3 separate regions of the Anas platyrhynchos genome follow, and regions 1 and 2 are each linked to region 3. The links are chromatin contacts, called in public Hi-C maps. All regions are on one chromosome and are shown on one strand. The core of a region is the stretch at or near the end of the contact, and the rest is flanking DNA. Distances in the headings are between cores, read along the strand shown. Region 1 overlaps RAD51B (RAD51 paralog B). Region 2 holds the start of ZFP36L1 (ZFP36 ring finger protein like 1). Region 3 overlaps RAD51B (RAD51 paralog B).

Region 1 (4,408 bases), core at 560-3,059, 63 kb before region 3:
GAATTACTGGGAAGGAGACGGCCAGAGCACCAGTGTCCTGGCAGCTTGAGGGAAGAGTAATAAAGTACCAAGGGCACTGTGTGTAAGGCAGCCCAGTCTGAGCAGCAGAGAAAAGCTAGCAAGTGCACAGACCGCTCTCAGAGTGGGCTTTTTTGAAGGATGTATGTGCACAAAGGACAGAGAATCTGTTCTCGCTCCATACAACTTGGTTTACATTATATGCAACAAGATACCCTGGAAGCTTGCCCTTCTTTGGTTTGGTTGCCACTTGTAATGTAGAATGCAGGTCCCATTTGATCTCCATGAAAAAAACAAACTGTTGAGAGACCCTGTTGTGTGTACTCCTCTCACCAGAGGGCAACGAAGTCAAGTTGCATAGCACAGGACCGTCCAGCACCACACAAGTGATGCTCCTTGTGTGCTGAAATCTGAAGAACACCACCTGACGCGGCACCAGTATTTGAATAGAAAGGTGGCACTGGGTCAGGGTGACTCCTGCACAGCAGGTGGCATGCAGATAAGCAGGCTGCCCCAATTGTCCACAAAAGATCATGGGATACCAGTGGGAGGACTTGGCAGCAGTCACTGTAGCAGGAACTGGCGTTCACACCTACTTTGTGGCAGATAAACTTATCTGCACCTCGGTAAATCTGCTTCCAAAGTGGCTTTAATAGCCTACGTTAATAAGCCAGATGCATTGCAAAAACAATAGGGTTTGGAGGCGAGATGCTTAAATTCAAAGCAATTGAAGTCAACCTGCGGAACAGCTAAGTGAAGAAATGCCATGATGGGCAGGCGGCCTGCAGGAGGGGAAGCTGGAAGAGATCTGAGCCCGAGCTAGTGCCAGTCCTTGGAGGATTTTAAAGGGGGCTGATCTGAATTGATCGAATTAGAAGTGAATGTGACAGTCTAACGGATGGAAGGAACTGCATTCGTAATGTCTTCATTTTTCCATCACCTTTCCTCATCCTCTCCGGAGCGCTGCTGTTGCATCTCACAGCATTGAACAGCTCAGCCGAGCACTGGCACTTGGTATTCCAGTCAGACCCGGTCCTTTGCAGGGTGCCAAACAGCCCAGTGTCGATGCCTCAGCCCTCCCCCCAGCCCCAGCACACAGAAGCATCTATGCGAGGCCTTACAAAGCCTTTTAAATGTCCTACAAATGGGACAAAGATAGGAGGAAATGAGATCTCAGATTTCAAGAGTCCATTTAAAAATTACACCATGTGGGCGAACTGGGGCTCTCACCAGCAGGCTTTGAGAAATTGAACTTTTGCTTTTGGGTACTAGCTTGACCTTGATCCGTGAGGCTGGTCACAGCTACTATTTAACATTTGGCCCAGAGGCTGTTGGAGAAAAGCATGTCTGGAGGGTGTTTCAAGGGACAGTGCCTTTCCGTGAAGCCCAGAGGGCAGGTGGAAGCTGAATGCCTAGTTGGTTGTTCAAAGAGGAGCTCCCCTGCCTTGTCAGAGAGGGCTGAGGGCAGGACAGGCTATGGAGGAGCAGCCGAGCAGCAGGCCACAACACTGCCCTTGCTCATAGCTTGCTGTGGTGAAGGTTTTTGGCTCTGAGGCTGTCAGTCCTCCACCATATGTGACCACAAAAAGCGTGCGTGCCACCAGAGCTGGCCTGGGAAGATGGCGGCGGGGCCGGGCTGAGCTCGGGTGCCCCCGCTGTGCCTTCCCTCCCTTGGGACTTGATAAATACCCCGCGCCTTCCCCCGCCCTCCTGCCCATTTTCCACAGCAGAGAGCAGACACAAGGGGACCCTTTCATCTTGGCACATCCCCTAGCTGATTAATGTGATGCAATGTTCCCACAACAACAACACTATGTCGGCCATGTAATTAGGCGGGAGATAATGAATGCTTCAGAGACTATTCAGGCAGCGGTGCCCGCCTCCCCGCCGAACAAGCTTCTTTCTCAGCAGTGAAGCCAAGTGGAAGGAGAGGCAGCAGAAATGCCATTGGTGCTGCGCCTAATTGTGCTGGAACCGGGGGCTCTCGCAGTAGAAAAGAGGGTAAGGGCCGGTGTGGGAGAGATGGGCGAGTGGGTCCACTCCGGTATCTCAGGGCCAAACTTTTTGTTGTGTCTTTTCATGTGTTTGACCTTGTGGCAGGAGAAGCCTTAAATGTGCACATCTCTGGCTTCCTATGTGTGTGCCTTTTTTGTTTCAAATCATTAGGGAAAGCCATCATTTAATAAGCATAAGAGTCTGTCTTCTCAGTAACCCAGAGGCAAAGATGCTGGTGCTACTTAGTGGCCTTTGAAATGTGGGAAACACACTGGGGACACAATAGGCTTATTCTCTTTTAGGGGGCTTTACAGTTAAGCTGCCATTGTCTAGCTAACATTAGCAAGAAAGATACTCCCCTTTTTCCCGACCCCTATGTAGACTCTGAGAAAACAATCAATTGGTTTAAAATGCACTACCCAAATGTCTTCAGATTGCCCGAGAATAAAGCCAGCAAGTAGCCGAAAGTCTGTCTGATCAGCTGGAGGCCAATGAATCTACTGTCAAAGGTCTTAGCAGAAATTCATTCCTCTGCTCAAACAGCTTTCTGTTTGTTTTTTTTTTTATTGTTCGTTTGCTGATGCGAAGTCTTTTTAAACTTCGATTCTGGGTATACTGCATACTAAATGTAGGCAGTGCAGCCTTGTGTGAACAACTGTTAGAATTCATCATGAACTTACTTCAGTAGTTATGAAATTAAAAAGGTAACTGAAGTTGTGCATGAAGTGCAAATAGGCAGAAAACAGCTGTTTGTGATAGCAATGAAGCAGGAAAAGAAGCTCAGTTCATGTGCGGATTAGGTTAATTTCTGAGCAAGAGGCTGTTGCGCATTGGAGTATATCAGAAAGAGCAACCAACAATTTATATGATAAAACAATTTGTATACACACTCATATTTAAGCCTGCTTCATTCCAACAAGCTCTAAAGCCATAATGTGCCCTTTTGTCAATAAGTACGTTCCCAGGCTGACCCACTGAACACTCTGCTGAATTAAGTGACAGACTCTTTTGTGCATCCCTTCTTGAGAGGCAAATGGATGCAAGTTATATTATTCTGCTGCTGAAACCCATTTTCCAATCAATTTATTATATAAAGTGCAGTGCTTCTCACTGAGGCACATTTTGACTCTGCAGCAGATAGTACACAGACGATTCTTAAGCCTTCCTAGTATACACGGTGTCAAAAAACAGATTTCATTCCGAAGCTTTTCACATTGCGAAGTAACTGTAGAGTTGGAAAAAAAAAATCTGGCAGGGAGACCAGCTTTTACAAAAGAGAATCCGTTTCACTCACATCTTCACAGAGCTGTCCAGTGGTATGCTTAGTCATGTGCCTCCGTGTCATGCAAACACACTGCATTCATTTGTGCTATACCATTGCGTCCTAAAGCAGATGCACGTAGTCTCACTATAACCCTCAGATCATGTGTCCTCTGTTTTTCCTTCCTCTGTCACATGCACAAACATGGCCTATGGGGTCTATGTGCGCAACACTGAAGGGAAACAGATGACACGTGGTGTGAGGGTTACAGTGCTTCTAAAATTGATGATCAGCATTTTATCAGTGTCAGGGACTCAAAGATTAAGAAGCAAAAGAAGTGATCTGGAACTAAGGAGTTCAGTTGTTACAAACCAAGGCTGAGAAAGACCTCTGTCCTGAAAGGAGATTAAAATGTTTTCCTTCTGTCTATGCTACTTGCTGGCAAGACATGCTCTAACATGAACTTATGTTAGTACTTCTCTCAGTAGCACAGTGTCCTCCAGGGAAACATGAAGTCAATGTCGTCATTGATTCGGATCTGTAAACTGTATCTATATTAACGAGTGCCATTCCTATAAACTGACCGGGCTGATGTACCGATATTTCATTATCTTACTGACAGCTTGAGGCAGCATCTTGTATCAAGGAATGCACTCAGCATGTATCAAAAGGAATTAGCACAAGCACAACTCATGCAGTATCTATGAGACCAGCTTGCTCTCATAAAGTAGAATATCTCCTTGTGATCTCTCTTTCCCCTCTGCCTAATCTGGTAACAAAGCAAATTGCACCGAACTCCAGCAAGCATTGCACATCTGGGAGAGGAGTTCTCCGTACAAAAGACATTCAGTCACCAAGAGTTCAGTGACGTGACCTTTCTCAGGGCAGCTTGCAAAGCGATTGGCACTCCTAGAATTGTGATGTTGACAACATCTGGAGCTCAGTTGTCTCCGGCAAAAGCCCAGATGTTTTGCTTCTGCTGGTCACAAACATCTCTCCATGTTCACTGTTCTAATTTCTGTTTAAAGTTGGCTTCAGCCAAGAAATGAACATAAATTTGCTTGGAAAATGTCCCAAAGAATCTGCCATCTGAACTTCAGAATGTTTTGCTGTTTTACTTGCTCTTGACAGGCT
Region 2 (4,539 bases), core at 478-2,977, 54 kb after region 3:
AGATGGAGAGTCTGCTGAAGATGGGAAGACGTCTTGAGGTGTCCAGGATAGGGGAATCTGAGCCGCTGTGGCTGCTGCTGGAGCTGCTCAGATAGCCCTCCTGGTCAGAGAGGGAGTCCTGAGGACTGGGCGGCGAGTCAAACAAGTTGGGGGACTCGGACATGGGCCTGAACAAGAACGTGGTGGGGGAGCTCCCGCTGGGCACCTGCACCCCCATGCTGGGGGCGAAGAGACTGACCAGCTCCTGGCTGGAGAAGGTGAAGGGGTTGCTGGCGCAGTCAGGCAGGGTGGGGGAGCCCAGCAGGTCGTCGGCGCTCAGCATGGGCGGCGGGGTGATGGAAGTGGGGCTGTCCAGCAGCCCGCTGGCAGCAGTGCTGGGGAAGCCTGCGAAGCTGAAGCTGTGCTGAAGGCGGGGTCTGTCAGTGACGGCGGGCTCCCGGCCGCCCGCCACGGCACGGCGCTCCTCGGCGTTGTGGATGAAGTGGCAGCGCGGCCCGTAGGGGCAGAAGCCGATGGTGTGGAAGGTGCGGCAGAGCTCGGTCTTGTACTTGGGGTGGCGGGTGAGGCTGCGCAGCTCGTGGATGCCGTGGGCGAACTGGCACTTGTCGCCGTACTTGCAGGCGCCGTTCTCCTCGAAGGGGCGGCACAGCTCCGTCTTGTAGCGGCTGGAGTTGACCTGGCCCCCGGGCTGCTTCTGCTGCAGCAGGCGCTCGCCGCCCTCGGAGAAGGAGCGGTCCCGAAAGCGGCTTTCCCGGGGGCCCAGCATGGGCGCGGGCTCCCCTTTCAGGCTGCTGAGGAGCTGGTTCTGGTGGAACTTGGAGTTGGGCAGGGTGACAGAGTGCCTCCTAGGGAAACCCCCGCCGGCCGGGGTGCCCACCGCCTTCCTGTCCAGCAGGCACCCGCTGACACCCGAGGGGCTGTAATTCAGCATCTTGTTGCTCTGCGGGCAGAAAGCAAGCACCGGTCACTGCCACCGCCTCAACGCAACTCTCCCCGGACGGGAGGCGACGCCGGGAGCCCTCGGAGGGCTCAGCCTCGGCGGCACAGCACGGCACAGCACAGCACAGCACAGCCCCCTGCACGTCCCGCCCGCCTGCTAAGAGCAAAGCAAACCCCGAGCCGCCCCTACGACCACCGTGGGGGCGGCTGCTGCGGGAGGAGCCCCCCGGGGGGAAGGCGCCGAGGGCTCGGGCTGCTCCCAGCCCTGCTCGCTGCTCCCCGCCCGGGCACGCTGCAGCGGGCGGCGGCAGCAGCTCGGCCCCCGCCCGGCCCCGGCCCTGCCCTGCCCGGCCCCGAAGCGGGGAGCAGGGAGAGGGGCCCGGGCTGAGCCCCGCCCGGCCGGGGAAAGTAAGGAGGAAAACGCAAAAAAAAAAAAAAAAAAAAAAAAAAGGATAAAAAGTAAAGCAAAAAAAAAAAAAAAAAAGCGCAGAGAGCCCCTGCAGGCGCCAACCCGGAGCGCGGCCAGCCGGCGCGTTTACCTTGCATAAAACTTCGCTCAGGTCGAAGATGGTGGGCGACACCAGGGCTGTGGACATCTTCGGCGAGCGAGGGGGGAAGCGGCAGGGGCGGCGGCAGGCAAGTGGAAGGAGTCGCGGTGTGGGTAAGGCGCAGCCTCCAGCTCGCAGCCTCCAGCGCTGCCTCCCCCCGCTGCTGCTAGCGCTGCCTCCGCTGCCGCCACCAGCCCGCCGCGCCCGCTCGCCGCTTCCAGCGGGCTCGGGCAAAAAGCTCAACTTATAAAGTTTTCCGACTTACCCCGGGAGGAGGAGCCGGCGGCGGGAGGAAGGGGAGGAGGAGGAGGAGGGCAGGGTGATTGACACCGCGTCTGAATCACCCGGGCGGGCAGGCCCAGAAAAAAAAAAAAAAAACTTCTCGGGGGAGGGAGCGGGGGGGTGAAGAAGATGGGAGGGGGAAGGGAGGGGAAAAAAAAAAAAAAAAGAAAAGGAAAAAAAAAAAAAGAGCGCGTCCCTTCCAGAACAGCCCCTGCGGGCAGCGCTCCCCTCCCCGCCCCGGACGCGGCTGTGCGCGGCTGCTGCGCGCGTGTGTGCGCGTGCCCGCGTGTGTGTGTGTGTGTGTGTGTGTGTGTGTGTGTGCGCGTGCAAGTGCAACGCGCGGCCCCGCGCAAAAGCCGCGCAAGTCCCGCGGCGCCCGCCCCTGCAGCTGGGGGCCCCCGGCAGCCCCGGGCTCGCTTTGTGCCGGGCTCTGCGCGGGGAGCGAGCTCGCAGCCGCCTTCCCGAAGTTGCTAAAAGGCGGTTTTAGAAGGGTGCTCGGTGCGCTCTGCCTCTCTTCTCCCCGTATGCTCTCTCCTGCCAGTCCCCTCTTTGAGTTGTAAAACTGAAAAAAAAAAAAGACTGTGTCTCTGAGCAAGTAATCTGTTCCAGATTTCAGTCGGCACAGTGTGATTCATACCGATATTGATATGGCGGGGGGGTGAGGGGGGGGGAGGAGGACGGGGGTAGTTTCGGTGTAAAAAAAGCCAAACGTCTCAAGGCTTCCTGATAGCAGGCTGCCTCAGCGCCACGGCGGCTGCCCTCCGAGGCGGCCGAGGGGCTGGGGGGGCGAGGGGCCCCTTGCCGGGGTCCCCCTGCCGTGGGTCCCTCCCGGCCCCCGCAGGGACCCAGCGGCCAGCGCCTTGAGGACTTGAAGCAACTCATCCGCTTCCTCCGCTGTTTGCTTTAGAGTCTCGGGAGCCGGACTTTGAACTGGCGGCTGAGCTTTTTCCCCTCCTTCGCTCTTCGAGAACGGCCAAAACAACCAAGGAGAGGAACGCCCACGGGCTCTGGCTATGCCAGAGTCCTTTCTTTCTTTCTTTCTTTCCTTTTTTTTTTTTTTATTATTTACTTAGGGAGAGCAATCAGGTTCCTCGAATTTCCTTCTCTTTCTAGTTTCTTTTCTTTCGCCTTGGCCAGAAGCGAGGAGTAACCAGGGGAGAGACCAGTCTATTATTTTCTGCAGTTGTTTACTGATTCTGTAGATGGTGCTTGTTCCCAGGGCTCCGAGCCTCTCTATAATTAAACCCATTTTAATTGTTAGGTTAGAAACGTCATTTCGGGGACTTTCCAAGAGTTACCGAGAAAGCCGGCCGAGATAACTATTTCACTACTGAGTTGCTCTGAGCCGTTTTTGTTTTTTTCTTTTTCTCGGCTTCCTCCCTGCTCCCTCTTGTGCTGAAATGTGCATATTCGCTCGCCCCACGCGTGCGTATGTTTTGGAAACTTGGGGTTTGAGGTCGCGCATTTCCACGCATCGAGCAGCGAACGCCGAAGCCGAGAAGGAATTTTTTCCAGTGATTTAGCTTGTCAAAACCTGACTCCGTGGTGGTCTGCTTTGCATTCAGCGCGCACATGCTCAGAGCAGGAATTTAGCTGCTCGCCCCACCTCGTGGCTAAAAGTCAGAGCCCTCCAGGCCAAAGTGGGAATTTGTGTGGGCATGAATTCACACCGACTGGAGGAATGAAAAATCAGAGCCTTGCACCTTCTGCCAGAGCCCTGCAAGAACTTTGATAAATGGAAATGAATAAAGATAGGTAAATGAATAAATGAAAGTAAATTATTAAAGGAGGTTACTGAAAAAGTGAATGAATGCATGCCATGCTCATTAGCCACCCTGTGTGGGGCATGTTCCAGCTGGGACACTACTGCTGGGCCCAGGGAACGGCAATAAATGTCCAGGGCTTCTGAGCCCGACCCAAGTCCCTCTTCAGCACAGGAGCAGCATCTGTAGCATTCTCACTCCCCAGTTCTGGTGCAGGCAGATGCTAAACTTGTCTCAGAATAGACACAGATAAGGGTCCTGGTCCATGCACGCATCCAGCCGAGCAGTTATAAACTGCTTTCCAAAATTGGAGCTGGCATACGCCAGAACGGCCCGAAAATGGGGAACAGACTAGGGGACTGCAAATGAAAACGACAAGCCGGGAGGTTTAAAGAAGTACTTCTTCAAATCGCGCGTGCACGAAGCTGTGGGCTCATTGGCACATGATGCTGTGGAGGTCAAAAGTATAAACGGGGTCAAAAAAGCAATTTGACAAATTTATGGAGGAAAAGTCCCTGGAGGTTTACTAAAGCCAAAGGCAGACCTGAACTGTGTGTCGCTGGACAATGCCCAGTGAAGTACTGCTCTGTCATCCCCCTGCACTTTCCCCTGAGTATTGACTGATTTTGGCGGTAAGAGGAAGGCTAAAACAGACTCTTGATCTGACCCAGTACAGTTATTTTTACATAGTCCTGGCCTGTCCTTGCGCTCTGTACTCCATCAAACCCTAATGGACTCCTCTGGAGCATGGGTTGTGTGAGGAGCCTCGCAGAAGCCCCTGAGGCGCTGGCAGGGGCTGACCCGAACCCTTGCTCCCGCACACTGAGCCACTTTACCTCCCAGCAGCTCATGGCGCTGCTGCAGCCAGACACACCTTTTCCTGTCATCTCCTGCTTTTCGTGGGCCTGCGGACATCAGCGGGAGGCCTCACTGGGGCAGCCAACGCTCCCACCGTGCAGGTGGAGCTGCGTACCCTGTGCTGGCTGGAGGTGGGCCTCGCACGCGTG
Region 3 (4,617 bases), core at 1,552-4,051:
GTTGTCCAAATTGAACACAGTTTGTATCAAGCGTGCTCTTATCAGTGCGCTGCAGAGAGGTTTCCTTCCTCTTCGGTACCACCACGCTTACTTCACCTGTTATATTTTCCTTAGCTGTGGTTTTTGGTAAGCCTGTTTCTCAGAATCTGGGTAGCTATTGAACTATAAATCTTCCTATCTGGGGCGATAACACTGCAATCGGCACAGCACAGAGTGCCGTGCACAGACCAATATTTGGGTGGTGCTGAGCAGGCTCACCTGGGCATCAGCACCGCCTGCTCTCAGCAGCACGGAGCTCCTTGGGGGCTGCTTCCCCTACCTGAGGGGGACGTGCCTTAGGGCTTCTGCCTGCCCGGCCTGTCATTTCAGTACCTTTGCTAGATCTGCCTGGGCACATGAGCGAGACCAGTTTTTTCTCTACCACCACTTGGGAATGACAGGGGAAGGCGGTGTGGCTGGCAGTCTGGTCTCCTGACCGCCCCATGCTGATCCCACTCTGAGCTGAGGGCACCGATCACGCGGGAGACGCGGCGCTTTGTACAGCTTGGGAACAGTAAATGAGAGCTATGGGTAGGACGGAGTTGTATCTGAGGGCTAGCGCATCGATGCCCCTGGCTGTCAACCACTTTCGAAGCATGCCAGTAAGTGAGCCAAGCCCTTACCAGCTGTGTTGTTTCCCCCACTTCTCCTCCAGGCCGCCCTTATTCCGGATATCATTGAGCCGGAGTTTGAGGATTTACCGAAAGCTGCGAGGCTGCTGTAGGTCACCGAGCACATTGTCTTTGCTTTCAGATTGAGTTTGAGAAATTACCAGCGGTGTCATGCTTATGCCTCCTGGCCATGTGAATAGAGGAAGCTAAGAAGCAACAATAGATTACATAAAGCAGGGAAATCCCCCTCAAACTTCTCCCAGACTATCTTAAACTGAAGTTGATTTGCATACATACACTACAAATAGCTTTGCAATGGCTTCTGGCCCCATGAAAGGGTTACATGTGCTTGCCTATAATCATTTAGGCCAGTTCCACCAGTTGAATCACTCAGAGAAAATAAAATAGGCTGAATGAGAGCCCGTATAGAAACCCAGGCAGTTTTATGTAGCATCAGCCTACTTCAGGTAAGGACACAACTGGGTAACGCTATGCCATAGAAGATCAACGGGAACGGTTTGATACCTGGTAATAATGAGTGGTTATTCTAGAAAGCCAATGCCAAAAAGCTATCTTAATGTTTATAATTTGTGATGACGGATGGATGGTGTCTTTCTTTGGCTGAACTTGCAACTGAGCTTCCAGTACAAACCCTGCTTGGTGGAAAATGGACCTTACTGAAATCCAGGAAAAAGCTGTAGTATCTTATAGATGAAACCTGTGACCCACTGCTTTTACAGGCTCTGAGATTCATTAGGCCTGGCATTCCTGCATGATGCTGTTCAAGAAGCAGTGGTGTTAAACATACTTGCAAAATTCCTGTGATTTTTTAAAAAGTCACAGTTTAACAGAAACAAACAAATGACCAAAAAAGAGATAGCGTAGTGAAAATGCATACTTGCTGTGTTATCTCAGGCCCAGAAATCTAGTTGGCTAATCCAACATTTACAAAAATCTTTTACATCAGTTTTAATGTGCTAAGAATGACAATGTTTGTAAGCCTAGTGCATCATGACTGCGGAATGCCTAAATTCTTGAAGACAGATGGTATTTTCTGTTCCCTTGCTGAGGGACTTTATCAACTAAAAATAATGTTATTTTTCCCATTAACTGGTTTCTTATTTTGGGGGCTTTTGGAGCCGAGTTGTGGTTTTTTATTTGTGTATCTGTGTGTGTGTGTGTGTGTGTGTGTGTGTGTGTGTGTGTGTGTGTGTCTGTTTGTTTGTTGTTGTTTTGTTTTAATAGGATAAGGATATAAAGTTCCCAAAGGCTCAGTAAGAGTAGTTTCTTTGGAAAGAATTTGCTCACCTACTCCCTTTCTTATCTTTCTGCAGAAACGTGTTTTCAGATACGTTTACTGCCAGCCCTGTTGCAAGCAAGGCACAGTGTAGGCAACTACACTGATTCTTTAGGCTCTCCCAGTAAATTCACAGAAAGGATTTTCTCTACATTTTTTTTCTACATTTTCTCTACAGCTTACCTTGCCAACCTGTGTAAGCCTCCTGATTCTTCTATGATATCCCCTCAGTTAATATTAATAATGTCATGGCCTGTTGCAGGGGAATACCATGCCTTGCATCCTCCTCCTTTCAGCTTTATTGACTTTCTTCAAGGCTTTGATACAGCCCAATAGGGATCGGCCCGGTAGGAGCTGGCTGTTCTGCAGGGTCCTTGGGGCAGAGCTTGTCACAACAGATCAGCTGTAGAAATCGGAAGAGAAGTACATATTTGAGTAGGAGCGTGATACCTTGCAACGCACTTAATAGCAGTGAACAGGAGGACATGACACAATCTGACTGATGATTCATTTTGACCTTGGGTATTTTGGTCTTAATAACGCTGTGTGTTTCTTCAGTTTGTGTTCTTTCCGTCAGTTTGCAGGTCAATTAGAAAGGCATTAAAGGATGCTTTTATTTTGTCTTTTAATATCTCCTCTCACAAAAAGCAGTCCATTTTGTCCATAAGGTGTCTAATCACAGTAATTTAATATTCTTTGTTTACATAGTAAACTTAATCCCAAAGCACTTTACCTCCTGGCATTGACATGGGACCAAGATTAAAAATGGAACAGCTCGTACTGGTTAGGAGGGAGGCTCTGCTCTCAGCCGAGGCATTAGGAAAGCACATAGGGCGCAGCCATAATATTTGCTCTGAATCCAAGGCAATTTGCTAATAGTTGGAAGATATACTGGTATGAGCTGTGCTCTGCTTAACTCTAGGAAACGTGTTTGAACTGTAGAGAGAAACCTGTGGTAGAGAATGTCAGTCTTTTTGCACATCCCATTCTCTGTTAATAGGCTCTGGCTAACAAAAAACAGTTTTACTGGGAAACCAGAGTGATGCAAAGCTCCTCAGCAGGTATACACTGGCACTGGGAGAGCTCTGCCAGGGGGTGACAGAGGGGCCTGGACTGTGCTAAGGTTTGGCTCCAGAGCATGAGGAGCATCAGAAACTTTGCCACACAGAATGGGAATGAGTCTGGATATTGGTAACTAGAAGGACAACCAGGCAGGCAGCAGAATGAGGATCATTACGCAGAAATTAATCCGTTTTCAACTAATCTGTGAAATTAATTTATACTGAAATGTACCTTTATTTGTTTTGTGGATTAAACAGGTTTCCAAGTGGCTGTTCACCGGAGGAAATACTAACTTTGTCATCTCAGTCTTATACATTGCTATTGAGGTTCTGTCTTTATTGTGTGTTTCAGATGGAAAGGATCAATCAGATTTAACCTGGGAAGGAACCAATCCTGCCCTGCAGACCATACAAGTGAGAAACACTGTCTTGAAAAATACTTTAGCTGATGTTGCTTTACCCCGCACTACTGGTGCGACTCCTGGCCATCTATCCAATCCATAGAAAGGGCAAATGCAAACTCCACTGAGAAATGAATAAACAACACTTTTTCAAAAATTCAGGCATTCTTCTTTTGCCTCTTTAAAGACTAACTTCAAAAGCAGATGCTGTTCTCTGTATGTGAGGTGCCATATTAAACTCTGGAATTATGAAAATTCTGAATTTTGTTCAGGTTAAAATGCTAGTTAAGAAACATAAGCCACACACACCTTCCGAATTCACCCCTACACCTCACCAGTCTGCAGGAACTGACAAACGCACAGCACTTGCTTTCCACAGCCCATAACATAGGGAAATGTTCGCTTCTGCTTTTTAAGAGAAATGGTAAACCCACTCGTTGGTTTTACTAAGAAGCGATAGTTCTGTGGGCTCTTATTCCTGTAATTCTCTTGTAAATCATCAGGGATGATGTAACAGAGTTGGCTGTAGCAGGGTACTGGCAGTTCAGAAGCGAAGGAGAGCAGGTAGGAATCCAAATGGTGGGAAGGCTGGCGTGTGTTACAGCTGCTTAGCTTCTTCTACCTTCAAAGCACTGTTGGAGCGTTTGCAACATGACTGCAAAGCACAGCACTACGTACTCACCTTCCAGACTGAGTGTATGACTTGCTCAAGGCCGCTGAAGGCACTGGCTGGGCTGTGATCAGGACCAAGTTGCTCCCAGCTCTCCAGCCTCACAACCCTAAGGACAGCCTTGTGTGTGCTGAGTTAGTGCCGAGGGTTGCTGCGGTCCCCCTCGGCCCAAGTGGCTGGTTCTGTGCTCTGCACTCACGGGGAAGCCTCTCTGAGCAGCCTCCTGGAGAGCAGAGCATTACGAGCAGAGCACCCTGTTAAAATTACTGCGTGCCCTTACAGCGGCGGTGCAGGAGGCTGGGGAGGTGCTGGGGTGTGGAAGCCGATGTCCCTTTGCTCCCAACCACCTGAAAGGATGGCGTGGAGCAGACTGCTTCAGCTATCCTGTTACACGCGTGCTCGCACAGCTTTGTGCTCTCCTTGAACAGGGAAGTTTCCAAGTTTCCATCACAACAAGTAAGCTACTCCACTTCAATAAACTACTTCTAAAAGCTAATAGGTTTCACCTTGGGGAAGAGCAGTTCTCCAGTTTTAGTGT

What was found. Hi-C and Micro-C count contacts between places; a contact is called where the count stands out from the background.
Region 1: a contact with region 3 is called in a Hi-C map of F5 follicle, with 2.0 times the contacts expected there. The contact joins two enhancer-like sites. A contact is called at or near these places in 4 of 8 Hi-C or Micro-C datasets (F5 follicle, liver, skeletal muscle and 1 more).
Region 2: a Hi-C map of F5 follicle shows a contact between it and region 3, with 2.5 times the contacts expected there. The contact joins the promoter of ZFP36L1 here to the enhancer-like site in region 3. A contact is called at or near these places in 3 of 8 Hi-C or Micro-C datasets (F5 follicle, skeletal muscle and small yellow follicle).

What each region holds. Positions count from the first base shown.
Region 1 is chr5:37,519,487-37,523,894 of IASCAAS_PekinDuck_T2T, reverse strand. All of the region lies in intron 11 of RAD51B (RAD51 paralog B), which reads left to right. The region is part of intron 1 of LOC119717003 (a long non-coding RNA gene); the gene reads right to left. Among named protein-coding and RNA genes, the nearest start is that of ZFP36L1, 120 kb to the right of the region's middle. Within about 2 kb of position 1,809, at least 4 of the 8 cell types and tissues checked have an H3K27ac peak or open chromatin away from gene starts, as enhancers often do. A contact at or near this core is called in F5 follicle, where this site is marked.
Region 2 is chr5:37,401,922-37,406,460 of IASCAAS_PekinDuck_T2T, reverse strand. ZFP36L1 (ZFP36 ring finger protein like 1) reads right to left here and starts at 1,727. Exons shown (of 2, transcript XM_038179267.2): 1 at 1,479-1,727; 2 at 1-940. The coding sequence starts at 1,535. It overlaps LOC119717004 (a long non-coding RNA gene), which reads left to right and starts at 2,085. Exons shown (of 3, transcript XR_011809715.1): 1 at 2,085-4,539.
Region 3 is chr5:37,456,900-37,461,516 of IASCAAS_PekinDuck_T2T, reverse strand. The region is part of intron 11 of RAD51B (RAD51 paralog B); the gene reads left to right. LOC106017967 (a long non-coding RNA gene) reads right to left here. Exons shown (of 4, transcript XR_011809713.1): 2 at 2,131-2,350. Among named protein-coding and RNA genes, the nearest start is that of ZFP36L1, 54 kb to the right of the region's middle. Within about 2 kb of position 2,801, at least 3 of the 8 cell types and tissues checked have an H3K27ac peak or open chromatin away from gene starts, as enhancers often do. A contact at or near this core is called in F5 follicle, where this site is marked.